2 separate regions of the Mus musculus genome follow, and region 2 is linked to region 1. Evidence: chromatin contacts called from public Hi-C data. All regions are on one chromosome and are shown on one strand. Each heading gives the region's core, a stretch centred on a gene start, on an enhancer-like site or on the middle of the called end of the contact. The rest is flanking DNA. Distances are from core to core; before and after follow the strand shown. Region 1 overlaps Cfap61 (cilia and flagella associated protein 61). Region 2 overlaps Ralgapa2 (Ral GTPase activating protein, alpha subunit 2 (catalytic)).

Region 1 (7,058 bases), core at 1,788-4,287:
GAATCAGATCCAAGAAAGGTAAGAGATCCTGACCCTTCTCCTGAAATGCCTTCACATAGACAGGGCTCCGTAAAAGGAAGGTCTTTTGCATAGTGGGGCTCCTGTGACTTCAGTCAGCACTGTCACGGAATGAGTGGGAGGGTTGGAGCTACAGGGGAGGCATTCAGAGCTGTTGCTAGTAGCAGGAACATGTTTCAAGCATGCAAGACACCCCCAGTCCGTCCTCTGCCCGTCACTTCTGGTACTGGGCCACCCTCAGATGAACTGGAGCTCCAGGTGGAAAGAAAGCCAGAGAAAACATTTTGTTTCATTAAAAAGTGATCCTTGCATTACTTCCCAGGTTGGTGTGATTTGAAATCACTGCTTACGTGTAATAACCCTTTCCTGCCCATGTCAGGATGCGTGACTCCTTCTTTGTTTAGATTCCTGGCCCATGTACAGGCACAATGGAGACAGAGAGTTTAAACCTGGGGGATAGGAAGGAAAGCCCTCATTGGGCTGTTGAGAAAAACAATGGTGTGGGTGTTTGCTTGCTACCTAATGCTGGGGTGTTTATGGTGCTGGGAAATTGCAACTGGTTAAGAACGCTTCTACCATTGCTGACCACATCAAATCTTGACATGTGGCTTAAGTAAGATTAAGATTTAGCAAGGGATTGGGAAAGTAGGTCGGTGGCATTTAGCCTATACAGTGCCTGCAGTTAGACCATCGGCTTTGCATAAAACAAAGAGGTGTGCAGGTTTCAAGACCAATGGATAATGTCTGGACTAGGGACATAGCCTGGTGGAAGAACGCTTGTGGGAAAGGTTTCTGTTTGATGCCCAGCACTGTCACAAACAAACCACGCAGCAGCCGCACTACACTGGAGTAATAATGTTGAAAACGGAAAGGATCAGTAACATTGTAACTGACCCCTCACGGAGTGGACCTAGATACTCAAAATAAGGCGCTGATTTATGTGGAAGGCTTTTTTTCTCTCTTTTAAAAAACATTTTAGATGTGTTTAACACTTTAAACAATTGTCTGAGATACGTTGAGCTTAATAGGATTGTTCCGGGAGGAATTTCAATGTATTCCTAGCACCCCTGTGTTCAAGAAGAGCGGACAGAACTCCCGTGGCTGAAGCACGCAGGGCTGATAAGCGCCATTTCTCACACAGTTCCCGTGTCGCTGCAAGCCTCACATCCCTTGGCCACGTGCATCAGCTTCCACGCATTACTGCTGTCTTTTCTCTCCAGCCACTTGCTTTTCATGCCTTTTATCCTGCTTAGAGCATCTCTGAGTAGCTGTCGGTCCCTCGCTTTCACCTAGGAAGCCAATCTTCAAGGGGACAGATCACCCCAGGCATGAGTAATGGGATAGAATGCCTTTCATCTCCGTGGGTTGCCAATTTGAACCTGGCACAAGACAGCGGTGATTCGGATTCATCACTGTGTGGGAAGGCAATGTGCGCTCTCCCTCCCCTCCGAGTCTACCCTTCCCCACCCTGAGGCCATAGAGCTTCTGCCTTATTTGGGTATGCACCTTCCCAGTGGCTTCTATTAATAGACAGCTCACTCCAGAGCAGACCATAGGAAAGCACCTCAATGCCTTCATCTTCATCACACCTAGAAGTTGGCCCCCAAGAGTCACAATAATAACTCTATAGTTGACCATTAGGAACTCATGGGTAAGAGAGAGGCCTTTCCTGGTCAAGGCCATAATCCACACAGTAGACTTGGAAGATTCTCATCCAGTTTGAATGAGCCATCTTGGCGTGTGCATTTACGTTCTGAGCTATTGTCACAAACTTTCATTTAGATGGGTCGCCATAGCTTACCATAGCACTGTAATCCTGAGAAATACTCTCTATCTGCCTGAGTTCGTTGTGCAGACAAACCAATTAAAGATTGGGCAAGTTGCCTTTCTCCTACTTTGGAGGTCTGTGGAGAAGGCATTTTTTTCTTTCCTGTCTGTACCCTAGAGGGATTTTGAGTTGACTTTGTTACTGTCACTGCTCTTGGGAAAGCTGCCAGTATATTTAACAATATATCAATTTTTTGGTTTGTTTTTTGTTTTTTTGAGACAGGGTTTCTCTGTTTAGCCCTGGCTGTCCTGGAACTCACTTTATAAACTAGGCTGGTCTCGAACTCAGAAATCTGCCTGCCTCTGCCTCCCAAGTGCTGGGATTAAAGGCGTGTACCACCACCACCTGGCAATATATCAATTTTTTGTTTAACTTTCATGCATTTGGGTATTTTGCCTTCATGTATGTCTGTGTACCATATGCTTGCAGTACCTTCAAAGGCCAGAAGAGAGTGCTGGATCCCCTGGAGCTGGACTTAGAAACAGTTGGGAGCCTACATGTGGGGGTACTGGGGGAATGAACCCAGGTCCTCTGTAAAGCCATCTGCCCAGCCCCTTACTTACAGAGTTAATGGCGGTGGATGAGGGAGGGGGAAGAATAGTAGGAGCTGCGACTCGCTAGCTAGGATTGGACCTGTAGAGTTTGTAGAGACCTGTCTGTAGAGTTCCTGGAGTGTCTGCGCTTCCTGAGCTTCCTCTTGTGACGGTTAACAATTATTTATAATGCTAAACTCCAGAAATTCGCCTTGGAATCCACTGTGTTTATCATTCACAAGAGCTCTCATGGTCTATTCTAATTATAGTCTTTGTCCTGATTTAGAGTGGTCACAGAATGAAGGTATGCTCTCATCCCCATCTGAGAAACCATGCTTTCAGAGCGTTCAGCGCCGATGTTATTATTATTATTTTTTTCCCTTCTGGTTGTAATGACAGTCTGCTGAAATCTGAACTAACTTCTTTAGGGGCCTCCATTTCTCTGTGTTTGTTTTCTCCACATCTCCTTTTGTCCTTGTACAAGAAAAAACAGCAGTGTATCTAACCCCCCACCCCCAGAGCTAAGTGTTGGCCCACCCTTTCCTGGTACGTGATCTCAGAAAGATGTCACTGGCTGGCATTCAGTTACCCTTTGAATTGCCCCTTTTTATCTGGGCTGCTCTTCCCCAGTCCAGCTATAATTACCATCTGATGGACGGTTACTGGATCCTGTTGCACTTGGGCATCTGCTGCCTTGGGAAATTGCATTATTCTCCCAGCACCTGCTAGGTTTTCCCCAGAGTAATTGTTTCCCAGTCCCTTCCTTAAACGTGGTGACTTTCACTGACAGTAGTCAGACTTCCCTTAGTCATAGTAGTGGTTGAAGTATGTAGTATTTTTTTTAAACAATCAAACAAAGAAACCAACCAACCAACCAGCCAACCAAAATCCACAGTTTTTTATTATCTCCTGAGGAGATGATTCTAAAATTGTAAACCTGTGGTTTTCAGCACCATCTATGCATTGATCCTTATTAATATCACCACAGTGAAGTTTCCTGGACATGAAACAAACCTACTTTCAGTCACTACAGGGGTCTAGTTGGCTTTTCCAGCCCTGTTCTCAGCCTCTTCCTACACATTCATGCTACTCCTGGGAAATACGTTTCCTTAGAATGGCGGGGAACCCTTTCCTCTATGAATTGTAGAGAAATTTGTGTAAATTCCTTCATGGGCTCTTTTTTTCTCAAATAATATACCTTCTGTGTCATTTTCCCCAATGCTCTGACACTCCTTAGTTAAATATAACGTGCTGTGTGTATGCAGGTATCAGAATGGCTTTTAGATCCGAGGTTTGTCCTCATGACTCTCACAAGTCTTTTCCCTCAGACAGTGATGCTGGGCATCCCTCCTGTGGTTACTGTTTGCTGAGATCTGGTTGGTGGTTTCCTGTGAACCCATCTTATGTACCTGTCACACCAGCACTTACTGTTGTGACCATCTTCCTCATAGAGGGGTGTGTGTGTGTGTCGGGTGGGGGTGACTTGTTCAAAGGCTGGTTTATTGACAGATCTTCCCACCAGGCAGCTAATTGCCTAAACTCACTCTTAGCCATGACTTGCAGAGTTTATTAACTAACGTGTAAATCTGACGCCACGGCCATTCTAGGAAACTAGCAAACAGAAAGTAGACAGCTTGACACTAAACTTTTTTAATCCCTCACATCTTTAACACCAGCCACTTAATCAAAAATGTGATCCACAGACTTGCCAGGACCCCCCACCCCCAACTCTAGCCGGTTTCTGCTCTTAGTGTCAATCCCGCACCAGCCTAACTCTGGCTGAGGAGGCTGCGGAGAAGCAGACATCTGGGCCAGACTGGTGTGCTAGGCCTGTTTTGAGACATCAATAGATGGAGGGTGTCTATAATTCCCTCTGTGTTGTATCAGCATGCTGTTACAAGCCTTTCAGAATTGTGGTGGCAGCTGCTATGGAAAGAAGAAAAATATGATCCCATATGGTGGTTATATTACAAACTTCTCAAGATTCAGCTCTATATTGAATGGTGCTCAGCAGTGTTCTTAGCCTATCACAGGAGTGCCTGATGGTTTACTTGAGGAGCTAGCGGCACAACTGACAAATGCTGGGTGGTATTTAGGAGTTAGGCCATGAGAGGATGGCAAAAGGATGAGAATAAGTTGTGAAACCGATTTTTAGTATCTCAGGAGCGTTACCAACTAGCATCAAATCTCATCATTTCACAGAATAAGTGGTTCAGTCACCCTTCGACAAAACTTTAGTGTGATATAAATAAAAGGTAAGTTCAAGAAATAGAATGTAGATCTACACACACACAGAGACACAGAGACACAGACACACACAGACACACACACACACACACACACACACACACACACACACACACACACATGTATGTCTTGGTTACTTTTCCATTGCACGTCTGTCATGAAGGGGAAGTCATAGCCATGGGAGCTGCAGGCAGCTGGCTACATTGCATATTCAACCAAGAAGCAATTGTAATGAGCACCTGTGTTCATCTCACTTTTCCTTTTTTATTTAGTCCAGAATCTCAGCCAAGGAAATGGTACCACTCAGAATGGGGAGGTCTTCCCACCTCAGTTAACCTTATCCAAAAAAGTCCCCACAGGCATGTCCAGAGGCCCATCTCCCAGGTGATAACTGAGATCAGTCACTGAAATACCTTACAAGCCACAGTTTAGTACATTCATGGAATTACAAAACCATCACCACTGCCTACATTTTTAGTATTTTCTCTCTTATCCTTGCTCCTACTTGGAATCTCTATCAACCACCTACTTTCAGTCCCTTGAACTTGCCCGTTTGGGATATTTCATACAACACATGATACTTGGTGAACAGCTTCTTTCACTCATGAGGGCACCCATGCGGTAGCACGTGTCTATACTTTATTCCTCTTTACTGCTAAATATTATATTGTATGGATAATGTCATATTCTGTTTTTATTCAGCTGTTGAAAATTTGAATTGTGTCCACTTTTGGTGAATAACTATGCTATGAAAATTCACGTACTTTGTGTGTGTGTGTGTCTATCTGTTCATTTCACTGTATAGCTTGGAAGTGGAATTGCTGGGTCTTCCCAGAGACTGCTCCATTTTGCAATCTCTCATTTTTAGATTAGATCTAGCATTCTGTCTACGAAATAGTAAAATGCTGTTCCTCTTAAGAACAGGGAAATGGAGTGTACCTGACATTTTTTCTGGTACTCTGAGAAAGCTTCATTCATACACGGGAGACTGTGCAGCTCATGAAGTTTCAGTTACTGTGTTTTTAAAGCAGAAATATTGTTAAAATCCACTTTCTCCTGCCTGTACCTGATCTATCCACCCAGACACAGGCTTCCTTTGATCTCGAAGCAGCATTTAGGGGAGACTGGGCTGCAGATATCCATATGAACCCAAGAGGGAGGCAGAGAGGGCATCTATATGATGCTTTCAGGCCAGAGCTGGTCTTTGTGTCCCAGTGGCTTCTTTAGAGTTTGCTCTTGGGGAGGTAAAGATTGTCAATGCCTACTGCTGGCTTGACTTTGGGTATCTTAAAATACGAGGTGCAGTAAAATGGCAAAGGGGGTGATTAGAGCTACAGATACAAAGAAAATATCATGACAAAAAACTCAGTACAGGTTTCTGGAAAGAAGAAATAGACAAAACCAGCCCCAGCACCCCACTGTCTCTAATTGGCCACTCTGTGTAAATACTGTGGTGTTGAGGGGCCGAGGACACGGTACAGTCAAGTACATGCATTCAAGCATGAGTATCTAAGTTCAATCTTCCGAGCTCATACAAAAGCCAGGTATGATGGCGTGCGCTTGTATCTGAGTTTTAGGGAGACAGATCTCTGGGGGGCTCTCTGGCCAGGCAGGGAGTCTAGCTTAATCCTTGAGTTCCAGGTTCCAGTGGGGAAAAAGTCCCTGTTAAAAAACAAACAAAGAAGCAAAATGAGGTGAGTGTGCCAGAGAAGTGACACCTGAGGGTGACACCTGGCTTTTATGTGCACGTGTGCTCATCCTCCCCCACCACACGCCTTCTCAAGCACACACAAACCCATTCACCACCACCGATGGGCGAGCGTCGTGTGAGTGAGCATGTGCGCATGAGTACGCGCCCCAGTTGACTGTGGGTTTCAGGGCGCCTTGAGACACGTCTTTTCCCTCAATCTGTTGTGGCTGTCTTCCTGTATCACCTAGCTGTTTGGCACAGCCAAGCAGTCCTCCACTGATGGGAGCTGGCCCTGCCCCTGATGAAGGAGCACGGTCTTCTTCATGACCCTCACACGAGTTTGAGCGAGAAACCTGAGGTGAGGTGAGGTGTTTGGGGAATGAAGTGAGCATGGGGCCCTCAGGACTTGTGGGAACGGTCACAGAGCTGTTTGATCTTGTTTCCTGTTGAGTGCGAGCATGCTCTCTGTGTCTGAACCCAGACACAAAGTGGTCAAGTCCGTGACTTTTCTGGTCAATTTTAGCTTATTAAAGCTCTGTGGGCCACTTCAATTCACAACACATGATTATAATTCTATAAACCCCCTCTAATTTTGTCTTATGTAATGTCAGAAACTTGATTTCTATGCAAAGGTCAGCCAGCCTCCCTGCCCTGCTGCTGAAGCCAGAGACCAGGAGGCTCCTCTTTCACCAGGCCTCTCCCCACTCCCGCTTTAACTTTTAGCTGGCAGTTTTATTATTAT
Region 2 (7,058 bases), core at 2,243-4,742, 270 kb after region 1:
TGTCCCCTTCTTAGGTAGTACAGGGACCATTCCCAATCCCTGGGCTCAATCCTTACATTACTGTTGCTATCTATCTCTTAGAATTATTGTTGCTATTATTATGAGGAACATAGTGTGCATTTCATTTTACCTTCACTGATTCCTTCTTTAAAGCTCTTGTTTTTATCGAGACGCCATGTATCTTCTTGTGTATGCAGTGGTGTTTGGGTATGAAGGCCAGAGGCCAATGTATGCCGTCAGCACTCACTTTCTCTCTCACAGTTTTGTTTTGAAACAGAGTCTCTCACAGACCCTGCAGCTCGATGACTCAGCCATGCTGGTTACCCAGGGAGCTCCAGAGAGCCTCCTGTCTCTATCATGCTGAACTTAGGTCCCCATGTTTATGTAACAAGCACTCTACTGACAAAGTGCCCCCTATTTTCCCCTTCTATTGGAAGGATTTAACATTAAATGCAAGATAAGCTATGGGCCACGAATTCTCTCAAACACTGTTGCCATTTGGTTGAGGAACTCTCTACTTTTGAAGGGTTATTTCCATAGGTGGAGAATTCTGGGTAGTATTTTCTTTCATCACTCTGAGTGCACAACTTGTCTCTTCTTGATAACATGGTTTCTGAAGAGAAATCCTATGTGATATTACTGTCTGTGTCTCTGTAGTTCCCTGTTTCTCTGAGGCTTCTTTCAAGACTTCCTGTTTGTTTTTTGGCCTCTACCCAGGTGTACTTTGGTATTTATGTGAACTAAAGAAACTGCGGTACCCCTCATCCCTTCACTGTCTCCTCTGCTTTATGACACCCATTCCTACTGGGAAACTTATTTACCCAGCCACTTATTTATGTCCTTACTACCTATTTCCACATTGCTAGACCAGACATCAGAAGAAAAATAAAAATAAAAAAACAAGCAAAGTAAGAAAAAGAGCTGTAGGAACAATTTCCTACTATCTTTAGTAATATGCTTTGAAAGTTCATCTATAACTTACTTTTTTAAAATAAGTAAGTGTTATTGGCCAGGTGTGGTAGCATATACCTTCCATTCAGCACTTAGGAGGCAGAGGCAGGAAGATTCTGTGAGATTCTGCCTCAAAAAGAAAAAAAAAAATAGAAGTGTTCTTTCTTACATGCTTTATACAAAAGGAAGAGAAATAAAAACAAAACAAAACAAAACAAAAAGCAAGGTCCTAAACTTTCAGTTTGGCCCAGGAAATACACCTCTTTGGCAGTGGGCTGTGTTTCCTTCCACAGTGGAACCCAGCACACTCCAACATTGGGCAAACTGGCCAGCAGATGTGCACTCGAGTGCAGGGCCTTAGGAAGCTGCCTGAGGAGCCTGGAGTGTGGCCTGTTTCCTTCCTGTTGTGTCTACTCAAGAGTAGAGAATGAGAGCCACCTTGCTTCCGGGCACAAAGCCTGGCCTGCAGTTTGCTATCTGGTATATATTCAGCAAAGGAGAGAAGACAAATCCACAGGAGGAAGACAGATGTGTGGAGGACTAAGACAGAAGCAGGGAAATGGTGCCAACTTTTAAAGAAATTCTGTTGAAAAGCAGATCTCAAAAGCCAAGTTCCTGTGAGGTAGGAGCTAAGTTCCTAATAGTATACAGTGCTGCTTCAGGTTTTCTTCTGTCTGTTCTCAAGGTCCTTTTGTAAAACAAATGTTCTTTATTCTTTGACATCTGCTTGTGGGTGACTCAATCTTTCAAAAACTGAACAAAAGTGATAATATAAATCCATAGTATCTAGGAAATTCCTCTATTTAGCAGTGCCTGTGTATTAGCAAGTTTGATTTCAAAACAATACCTGCAAGCAGCTGCCTCTTGACATAGTTCTAAAATCAATGTTAATAACACAAGCAGAACACATTGCAGCAATCCACATAAGTTAGTTTAATAAAATCTATTTCTTTGGTATTTTCAATGATCTTTTCTAAGTAAATGACTCAGTATTTTCTAAAGTTAATTTGCTTCATTGAGAATTCTCCAGAATATTTAAGGTACATGACTGAATCGCCAAAGGGTTGTTTAGCTGGGATAAATATTAAAGAAAATTATAATGTGAAACCAAGATAAATTTACAAAACCACACAGCAAAGGCAAACACGCTTCCTGTATAATGGGGGAACTCCAGCAGGGTTAAAACACTTCCTTGCAAAAGCATAGATGTCCAAGCTGGCCTCTTCTTAGTCTTATGAGCTTAAATGCTCCTGTGACTTCTGGCACATTAAACTTTTGACTGGCATTTTCGAGGTGCTTGCTCCAGACAGAGGTCCTGAGCGAGGCATCACCCAGAAGAAGGATCCATTCCTACACATCTGTATGCACTCATGCATCTCCATCCCGCACACCAGCTACATGTGAGCCAGACACTGGCTTAACAGCACCCTCCGGATGGTCAGGATAACTTAAGAAAAGGCAAGACAATGGGCTCTGCATACCCTTTAGGTCACTCACTTTACTGTCTTGTGACAAGTCTTTCATGAATGGCTAACAGATAAAAGTAGGCAAAAAAAATTTAAGTCTGATAATTATGCATCTCTTTTCTATGATCATAACTTTATTGTGTCAATATTTATGGAGATGGGAATGGACTTATTTGGAAATCACTTTAACAATGAAATAATGCTGCAAAGCACACTGCTTTTTAAAGAAAAAGGCAGAGGTTCAATACAATGTTTGTGAAGTGAGCAGACTCTCTCAGCCATGAGGATTTTGTGCCCTCACAACAAGCACACCATGCTTCTCCAATGTAGCATTTTACAAATGTGGGGCATTATTAAGAAGGGGCGGACTTTGCCAGTCACATAATTTGTATATTTAGGGGGGGGTGTATGGAATGAAAAAGCGAAATATGTTAAATTTCAAAGGACTTGGAAGTAATGCTGCCTGTGAGCTTGTATTACAAATAGCCCCACATTATCACATAGGCTATTAATGAGGCCAAGTGAATGAAAGTACAATTTGAATATGCATGACTCCATCCAATGAGCAGGACTTTTGTGTTCTGATGAGTTTTTTCCCTCTCCTAAAAGGGATTAAAATGATTCTTAGAGGAGTATGGCTACCCAGAAATGAGTAAGATAAATGTATTTGGCCACAGAGTCCCACTCTATTCATATGAAATACACAGGTGGGAAAAGCCTGCTGCTGATTCCACCTGCAGTCTCTGAAATACACGCAGCTTCTGTCTTCTAAAGGAACAGTCTTCAACTCAAGCAGCTGTATTACTACAATCTCTAAGGACAAATAATGATTTTTGTGGAGATTCCTAAAAGTGGACAAGGTTAAGAAAACCTTTGAGTACAAAGCCTTCAGTTCCACGGTAAGGAACACTAGTTAAAAGACTGGGAAATGGGTAAATTATTGCGCCAAATGGCTGAGAATTAATCTCTGCTGACTAGCTGTAATCTAACGAGGCGTCTGTGTCCCAGGGAGCCCGCAGCATGTCCCTGGCGGTATGTGCAGTGTGTCGAGTCTGCGTGGCACCCTTTGTCCTCGCTCACAGGCGGCCTTTCCCCTCATTGTCCATAATATCCTCATGCATCTGGGACGCGTGGAATGCATTCATACTAACAGACTTACCATTGTTTTCTCTCAGAAGCTTTGTTGAGCAAAGACTGCATCACGGTTACTGATAATTATATTGCTTAATTAATCAAGACAAAAAAAATTTGCAAATCATTGCCTGGTTGCCAAGCAAGGAGATAAAAAATGACAACAATACAAGCTGAAGCAATATAACAAAAGTAACAGCTATCTGATCAGAAATTCTTATATAATGAAGCTATTAATGCTAAATCGGTTAATGTTAGCATTGCTCCAGGTGTCTCTACTTAGATGCAAACAAAAAGGCTAACATTATGGATATAAAAGGCCAAATGTTGCCATGGATTCTGTAACCTGATAGAGAGGACAGCCTTTTCATTTGATTAGGGAATGCAATTTAAATACCAGGGACTGAAGCCAAACAAACAGACTTTCCCTCCGAAAGCCTCTTGCATTCACCCTGGGGTCAGTGGTTGGTGAACAAAAGGTCAGCTACACTTGCCCTGGAAATGTCTGGATTAATTTTATTACATTGTAATGGTTTGTAACTTTAAATGTAGGGACAACACTAAGTTTTCAGTTTCCCATTATTCTCTTTTCACTTTAGGCTTTTTTTGAGTTAAAATATTAAGAAACCAATTTTCCGAATTCATCTTGTCAAAATTAATTACCAAGTTTATTCAAGTTTAAACATTTTTGTAGGAAAAATTTAAAAGTATATAAATAACATTTTATGCATCTCATGCTATGTTGAGAAATGTCACTTTTGACACAGCAGAGTGAAATGAAATGCTTTTCATGGTCTTCATTCACTTTAAAAGTAAAGGGGACACTTAAAGGACATTCTGACATTTTAGAGGACTATCCTGAAGATGACCTAGTAAAACTAGCTCCACACTACTTATAAACGAATTTTTTTAAAAAAAATTTGAAAGCTAAAAGTACTAAAACTATTACTCTTTAAGATTAAAATTATCACTTTAATTCTTATACATAATTCTGTCTTCATAGACAAACGCAGATGTTAGCACTGAGCCATTAACTTACAGCACAAAGCTGAAAACATGCCATACACAGGAGTCTGAATCAAAGGAACACAATATCTAATATAAATTCTGACATCTTTTGTCTTTTATTTTATGAGGTTTTCCTAGATTGAGAGAGCCTATATATTGGAGAGTTAATATATACATTAAACTTAGAACTCTACTGATTTTACTATGATCGTAACTATATATAAAAAATCCTGATAGCAACCATAACTGCAACAATGGCTAACATGGAAACAGCTTTTACCCAGGTGCCAGGCAATATCTGAAGCACTTTTCCACTTATTAGCACGTTTAATGCGAATGTAACACTTTAGGTTACAAATCCGAATTAGAACAGCAAACCTCATGACCTGCTTTTTAAAGCTTAAGAACAATCAGCAGAATAACACTGAGCTCCTCCGGGAGAGTGATTCTGAGATGTACAGAAATATTATATTTACTATCAGGCTGGAAACAAGTCTTTTTTTTTTTTCCCTTAAAGAAAGGCCTATATGCTTAATATATTTAATTTCAAAGCTAAGAAGACTCTTCTTAATGAGTTAAAAACACAATATGTCAATACAGAGCAGCAGGATTAAAATACCAGTAGAGGCATGATGAGGACGCAAGCTGCAGCTGATTAGTACACAGGACACAGACCATTGGATTGTTCCAGCCAGCCCCATGGTCAATACCAATTGACATGGCTGAATTGATTCTCTAGCAAGGTGCTTTGATTGTTAATACTCATCATGTGTGCTTTGCTTCAGGGCACCAGTGTCTTTGTGGACATGTCCAGAATCCTTCAGGATTGACTGCAATCAGCACCAGTCAGGGCTCAGTGACCAATGCTCATCTGTCAGACAAAGCTGGATTGTAGACCCATGGTTTTCCCCAAATACTAAGTGAAAATGGAGTTCCATCAATTCTTACTATTATTAATAATGTGCCCCAGTTAAAAATTATAATATCCTTAAAATTATAATACTTTAAAACATTAAAATTACTTAAAAATCCATATATTTTTCTAACATAATTTTCAAATAATACAAAATGGAATTTTGTGCTTATGATTAGAGTTTTTTTGAATATCACAGTTTGTATTAAATTCCCATTTAGCACATACAGTTATCTGTAACATTTATCAGGGTTTTTGAGGACTGTGATTCCAATAGCAAATGAAGGGGTCTGGGTGACAATGGAGAAAGCGTACCTCAGGCTTCTTCGTTATCGTGATAAAGAACATATGATTCTTCATTGGGTAAATAATGATGGAAACGTCTCCAAAGGCTGTTGGGATAATACCCCTGCGGTAGTCCCTGGAGTGTTCAGACCAGACGATGTGGACCTCATCATTCCCCAGGTGACGGAGCTGCAACAGCAAATTGGCTCTTTATTAACTGAGGTGCTAACAACAGTTTATGAGGGGCTGTGGCTTACAAATTGAATTAGAAAACTCAGAGGCCAAAAATATTTTAGTCCAAATCAGGCTACTACACTGATGATACTCAGGATTTCAGAATGTGCTATTCTGTGAAACCTTGGCCTACCTGCTAGGATGCCAGTTTGGTTCTAATATCACACACAGAAGCTCCAAGGCACATTACAGTGGGATGGAGGAAGATGTCTTTAAGGTCTCTTTTACCCAGAATTCTGTTTCTAAACCAGTCCTAACCTATAGTGCTGAGAATGTTTCTCAACAACAACAACAAAAAAGACATCACTTTTTCTAGTCATTATTGCTTGAAAACTTTAAGCTTTTGAATCCAGTGGTTATTAAGAAATAACAAAGTGAGATAAGTCAAGCTACTCCAACACAACTGTTGACAATCTCTAAGAAACTGGTGCTGAGATAAATTTTTGAGATAAAGATGGTAAGAAATTATATTTTAAGGAAATAAATATATTTAATTTAAATTAAAACTTAACTTTGGTGGGCATACTAGCATCTAGCATTTAAAGATGTCCAAAGTGCTCACAAATGATGTCTACCCTTCCTACAGACTTTAAGTAACTCCAGCTTTACCTCATCTTACAAGAAGTAAGGAATTCTGCTCAGGAATGCTCTATCTGGCAAGTGCACAGAACAGCACCGGAGAGAGGGCCAGAGACAGTGGCCTCTACTCATGATGATCTAAGCCAGGGACATTCAACTTATACATAATAGTATGTAGCATTTCAATGGCACAGTATGTACACACTAAGATATACAATCAATTTATAATAAACAAAATCTCTCTCTCTCTCTCACTGCTATGAGTAAATTTACAATTTTATGTTCTGCTGCATTCAGTTGGACATTCCTGATCTCAGCTCACATCAAAAGCTATTTTAGTGATATATCTCAAGTGGTTTAGCTCACTTATTTTGACATTTTATAAAGAGACTATGAACTCCAAAAAACCACAGATTCTTGGTGTCTTCAAGAAGGCCCTGGGAAGGCCTCAGAGACCCTTTACAAGCTCTTCTAGGGCAAACCTTTGCTAG

What was found. A called contact is a pair of places that touch in the nucleus more often than the background predicts.
Region 2: a contact with region 1 is called in a Hi-C map of the N1E-115 cell line, with 4 times the contacts expected there. The contact joins two enhancer-like sites. A contact is called at or near these places in 1 of 484 Hi-C or Micro-C datasets (the N1E-115 cell line), 1 of 115 datasets of contacts at active chromatin or transcription factors (large pre-B cells) and 2 of 9 other capture datasets (embryonic stem cells and embryonic tail).

What each region holds. Positions count from the first base shown.
Region 1 is chr2:146,047,249-146,054,306 of GRCm38.p6, forward strand. The region is part of intron 17 of Cfap61 (cilia and flagella associated protein 61); the gene reads left to right. Among named protein-coding and RNA genes, the nearest start is that of Gm34629, 49 kb to the right of the region's middle. Within about 2 kb of position 3,038, at least 9 of the 459 cell types and tissues checked have an H3K27ac peak or open chromatin away from gene starts, as enhancers often do. A contact at or near this core is called in the N1E-115 cell line, where this site is marked.
Region 2 is chr2:146,321,594-146,328,651 of GRCm38.p6, forward strand. Ralgapa2 (Ral GTPase activating protein, alpha subunit 2 (catalytic)) reads right to left here. Exons shown (of 41, transcript NM_001033348.3): 37 at 5,785-5,943. Among named protein-coding and RNA genes, the nearest start is that of A930019D19Rik, 66 kb to the left of the region's middle. Within about 2 kb of position 3,493, at least 56 of the 459 cell types and tissues checked have an H3K27ac peak or open chromatin away from gene starts, as enhancers often do. A contact at or near this core is called in the N1E-115 cell line, where this site is marked.